Linked DNA regions of Sus scrofa: region 1 is linked to region 2. Evidence: chromatin contacts called from public HiChIP or PLAC-seq data. All regions are on one chromosome and are shown on one strand. The core of a region is the stretch at or near the end of the contact, and the rest is flanking DNA. Distances in the headings are between cores, read along the strand shown. Region 1 holds the start of POLR2M (protein GRINL1A). Region 2 holds the start of AQP9 (aquaporin 9).

What was found. HiChIP or PLAC-seq counts read pairs in DNA pulled down with a chosen protein or histone mark.
Region 1: an H3K27ac HiChIP or PLAC-seq map of alveolar macrophages shows a contact between it and region 2. The contact joins the promoter of POLR2M here to the promoter of AQP9 in region 2.

The regions. Positions count from the first base shown.
Region 1 is chr1:114,265,590-114,268,289 of Sscrofa11.1, reverse strand. It overlaps POLR2M (protein GRINL1A), which reads left to right and starts at 1,428. Exons shown (of 4, transcript XM_005659563.3): 1 at 1,428-1,699. The coding sequence starts at 1,587. It overlaps LOC102160652 (a long non-coding RNA gene), which reads right to left and starts at 1,603. Exons shown (of 4, transcript XR_300957.3): 1 at 1,268-1,603.
Region 2 is chr1:113,847,135-113,849,834 of Sscrofa11.1, reverse strand. It overlaps AQP9 (aquaporin 9), which reads left to right and starts at 1,383. Exons shown (of 6, transcript NM_001112684.1): 1 at 1,383-1,497. The coding sequence starts at 1,387.

The DNA of each region.
Region 1 (2,700 bases), core at 179-2,678, 420 kb before region 2:
GGCTTGAGAGAAAAGCAAGGTGAGGGCACCAGTGGCCCAGGATCACAAGGAATTACTACCATGGCAGGGAATAAAGGCCTTCAGGTGAGGTCCAGGGGCAGGATGATGATGGTTTTGCAGGAGCTTGCCAGGGGACAGCTAACTGATAAAGGCCTTACTCAAATGTTTCTCACTTAGCCAGGGCTGGAGCAGGTTAGTGAAATCCTTGGGCTTAAAAGCAGGCCTTATGTTGAGAATGTTAATACATTAGTTAAAACTGATCAGAATGGACCAGATTACAAGGACACAAAAACGGTTTCAACTGTGCACCCTGAAGCAGTTTCCGATTTTATTTAGAGCTTCTGTCTGATTGGGAGGGAATTGCTTGTGTTTATCATATCACCTTACAAAAGACTGAGAAAATGTAAATTTTCCATATCAAAGAAGGGGGAGGCTGGTGTTGGAGGTTATGGGGTTTTTCAAACCTCCCAAGTGATGTATGCTGTGAGACTAGCATGCTTCCTACTATTTCCTTTGGGAAACAGCCCTCCTAGCTTAACTATTAAGAGAAGCTAAGCACTAGATGTGATGCTTACTGCATTGCTTTCCTCAACAGCTTAAAACACCTTCTTACAGTTTGGAAGATTTTCAAACTGGTGTGGTAGAGCAGCTGGGCTTTTGAGTTTAATATCTGGTGTTGTCACTTACTAGTTTCATGCCCTGGGAAAACTTACATCAGTTTTTGTCTGTTTTTCTGCAGGAAAATACGGAATTGTGAGAGGTTCTCAACTGGCTTGTACAGCACCTCCCACCCCATCACCTCTTGCGGGCCTTTGGAATTGTGTGTATGAGCGTGCTGGGGATGGTAGTGGGTGGGATGCGTTTGGTACTGTTATAAGGACTCAGGAGTGCTAAAGCAATTAATGCACAGAAGCCAAATACCAGATATGCAATGCCTAATTCAGTGCCGCAAAAGAAGACTCCTGCTCCAAACGCCGGAGCCTCATTAAGAAACGCTGGTAGTCCTTAAAGGTTCTTCCAACGTTAATATCTGCTAACTTCACTGAACCTCGGACTAGGCGGGCCACGCCATGGGCCGGGGCCTCCCATGCCCTATCCGGCACATTCCCCAACATTATCAATGGTAACTCATCACTCAGATTTCCTCTTGTACTTCTCAGATGCCAGGGCCCATCGTACAATTATATTGTTTGACTGTCACCTGATAAGCATCTGACCCTCTCCCCCACGCGGTAAACACCTTAACAGTTGGGAGCGGGGCACTCACCAAATACTTTCTGAATAAACAGGCGAAGAGCTGAAACTGGTAACAGACTGACCACGCCAAACATGCCCGGCCGGCGTGTGACGTCTCACCGCAACTCCCGCCTCTTCCCGCCCCTCCGGCCACCCCCTCCTCCCTGTCCGTGTTTGTTTCCGGCGTTTCAATAAAGCTCGATTCGGCTAGAAGAAGCCCTGTTCTTCCGGGAAAATGGCGACTCCCGCTCATTCGCCGGAGTCCCTGCCCGCCGCGGATCCGGCGCCCGCAGCGGGAGCTGTCGCGGACGTCGAGTGCCCGCCGCCTCGCCAGCCTCAGCTCCCGCAGAATGTCCTCGCTGCCTCGCGGCTTCGAGCCCCAACCTCCCGAGGACTTGGGTCAGCGGAGTTTGGCAGAGCTGCGGGAAACGTTGAAGCGCCAGGAGAGACTTTTGCGCAACGTGTAAGCCTGGGTCCCGCGGAGTCACCGCCGGTCTCCTTGGGTTCGGGCTAGCCGGGACGCGCCCCTCCCCTCCCCCACCCCGATCCTTTCCTCGGAAGGTGACCTTGTCACAGTCAGCTCTTTGCGAGGTCCGCGGGCGAGTAGCCGGCCTACAGCCGTAGAGCTGACCGCGTCCAGCCAGGCATGGAGCGCATGTGGGATGGCTTCCCGTGCTCCTCCTCGTTTTACGTACTCAGCTTCTGTGTCGGTTTTCCGAACGGACGGTCTGTATCCCAAATTTTTTTGCCTTTGCCCACCACCCCAGTCGTGCCCCAAACATCCTGTCAATTTCATCTCTAGATTCTCTTTTTACAGGAAGTGGGAAGAGGGGAATTAAAAAAATGGCTTATAGGCAAAGAAAGTTTGGCTAACATTTAGATGATAGAGTTAATGGAATTTAGCAGAGGATCGATATAATGAACATGATTTTTTTTTAACCTTATTTTAGCAGGTTTGTGCAGGATAGTTTTGAGGGAGTAAGAGGCAGAAGACAGTAGGAGAATATTTTCAGAGAGCCTCTCGACAAGGAGGTTTAAGAAAGTGAACTAACTATAAGGGTCATTGTAGGATTGGGAAAATTACATCAGATATGGAATAATTTGATGTGTAGTTGACAGAGACGGCTGAAGTTTCTTGCCTGTACTGGAGGCACTAGTAATAAAAATAGAAAAGTTGGGGAGGGGAGTAGATCTGAGGTTGATTTCACTTAGGGGAGCTGGGTTGATAGAAGTTGATTCTATCAGGTTAAAAACTGGAGAAGTGGTCATGAGGCTTAAGAGAGAAGAAGGATGGGAAAATAGAGGCATCCTAACTGGAGAGGGATGTTTAATAGTTAGAATTGGGGGCATGAATATAGTGTCATAAAGAGTAGAGGGCATGAGATGTAACTTTCCCTCCCCATTTATTGGGTGGCTAAAGAAAAGAAAATCAGAAAAGGAACTTCTATCACTCAGCAAAAGGGA
Region 2 (2,700 bases), core at 134-2,633:
CTGCTGGATTCCACTTCTTCCTACCAACCAGTTTTGAAAAACAAGGGTTGAATATTTGACATGGTGTGAAGCAAGTCCTAAACACAGATTGTTGCTTACAAGGAGGTTAATTCATCAAACTTAAAAGAAAGAACCTAGGAGCCTGGTTTAGATATAGTTACCCCCTTGCTTTTTTAAATAGGGTGGCATATACTCAGGTTGACCTCTTTCTGGTTCAGTGATCTCCAAGCAGCATAGACTTTCAAGTTACTATTGTTTATTTGCTAGATATTTTGCCTAAATACTTCACAGTAAATGAAGGAGAGCAACTTGGTTTCCAAACAGGAATGCTTCTTAAGAAATTGGCTTCTCTGTCTTTATGATTCTTTTTTTTTTTTTTTTTTTTTTTTTTGTCTTTTTAGGGCTGCACCTGTGGCATATAGAGGTTCCCAGGCTAGGGATCAAATCGGAACTGTAGCCACTGGCCTACACCACAGCTCATGGCAACACCAGATCCTTAACCCAATGAGCAAGGCCAGGGATCGAACTTGCTTCCTCATGAATGCTAGTCAGATTTGTTTCTGCTGAGCTGTGACAGGAACTCCGTCTGTCTTTCTGATTCTTGATCCCAAACTATTTGCAGATGAACCCTCAGTACAGTAAGAGAGGAGGAGACCCATCCTACAGACTTGGTTGGGTAACTTGTAAAGGTCTCTCTCTATGTTAATTTCTTCACCTCCAGAATGAATGCAGTGTTTCTTAACACTTTTAAAGGATGTGTCCTTAAATCACAGAAATGTTACTGGGAGAAAACAAAAGGGATTAATCTTGTAGAACAACACGTTTATATTTTCTTCGTGTTCTCCAGTTTGCATGAAATTTCCTTCAGAAAAGAAAGCTTACGCTGAATGTATTAGACAATTCCAAACTACACCTCAAACAACCACTTTTAAATAGAGGGAAAAAAAATCAGAAGCTTGCAATTGTGCAATATGTAAATCTCTCCTGGACTAGAGCCCATCGCTGTGGTTTGGCAACACAACCAACACATCTCTTTTCTCATCTCTTGAAGAAAAAAAAAAAAACCCAACAGAGAAAAAAATACTTTGAGAATAAAGGTAATGATTAATCCATCAGGCACAAAAAGGATTGTTTTGGGAATTTCAGGTTCTAATTCGTCATTTCAAATAAACAGCAGCAAACGGGGGATAATGATTTCACCACAAGAGGATTAGAGCCACAGGCTCTAATTGGAACTGGATTTAGACACCCAGTGAATCTCGTGAGTAGCTGGAAGCACCTCCAGGAATCAGTGAGTAGCTGTCAAAACTTCTATTTCATATGCCATTGAAGTAGGGACCAGAGGCAGGTATAGCAGAAAACAGTGGTCGTTGGAGAAGACCCAAGATGCAGCCTGAGATGGAACAAAAGAAAAAAAGCTTGAAGCAGAGACTGGTCTTGAAGAACAGCTTAGCTAAAGAAATGCTCTCCGAGTTCTTGGGCACGTTTATAATGATTGTAAGTACTTTCTGATTTCCTGAATTCTGACCCAAAAACGCCTCACTTGTAACCTTCCTGGTGGTAAAGAGTTTTACCATTGTTTAAGTTCATCATTAGACTCATGTCTTCCAGGAAATAGTAAGTTACTTCCAGACTGTTTGGCTGCTTGGTGGCCGTAACTTTGAGGTTTCTGTTTACTCAATTCGTTTATCCACAAAGGGGGATGAGAGTGGAAGAGAGGGCATGAAGTACCTTCTTCATTTCAGGGATCTACTTGGGCTCTAGGATGGCTTTGTAATTAAATGACAGCTGTTAGAAATTTTTCTTGGTTGGTTAATTGCTTTATACTCGAGTTTGTTTAACACAAACATTGAGGTGATTTAGTGACTTGAAGTATTGACAGTCAATAAATATGGATGCCAAGAAATAGCTTAATATCACAGGAGTTTGGCAAAGTTTGTGTTGTCAGATCACTTGATTTTTACTAAATTGGTATTGCATTAATATATTAGGTAGAAACTGTGTATTGTGCAATGGTCCAGTTTGAGTTTATTTCATTTTCCCCTCCTCTATTTAACTCCAGCTAATCTCTAAAGAGTTTTATTTAGTTATAAAAAACCTTCCAGATATAAAGGAAGGGTGGATTTTGTCTGGACATTTGCACAGCTTTTAATAAAAAACTAGAAAGGTTTACTTAAGTGGCATGGACTGTAGGCTTTCATCCTGCTGCATGATCCAGCATTTTCTGGACCCTGAATTTTTAGCTGGGTTCAAACTCTTTGTGATAAGAAAATTTAATGTATATTTTCATGTGCAGAAACTGCTGATTATAACTTACTTTAAAAACCAACAACAAAAACCTGCTCTAAGATTCCCTACTCCGGGAACAAATAATTTTATTTTTCTTTAGATTATAGATAATTGCCCATAAACTTTGTACATTAAAAGTTCTTTAGGAGTTCCTGTCGTGGCTCAGTGGTTAACAAATCCAACTAGGAACCATGAGGTTGCAGGTTTGAACCCTGGCCTTGCTCAGTGGGTTAAGGATCCAGTTTTGCCGTGACCTGTGGTGTAGTTTGCAGACACAGCTCAGATCCTGCATTGCTGTGGCTCTGGCATAGGCTGGTGGCAACAGCTCCGATTAGACCCCTAGCCTGGGAACCTCAATATGCCACAGGAGGGGCCCTATAAAAGGAAAAAAGACCAAAAAAAAAAAAAGTT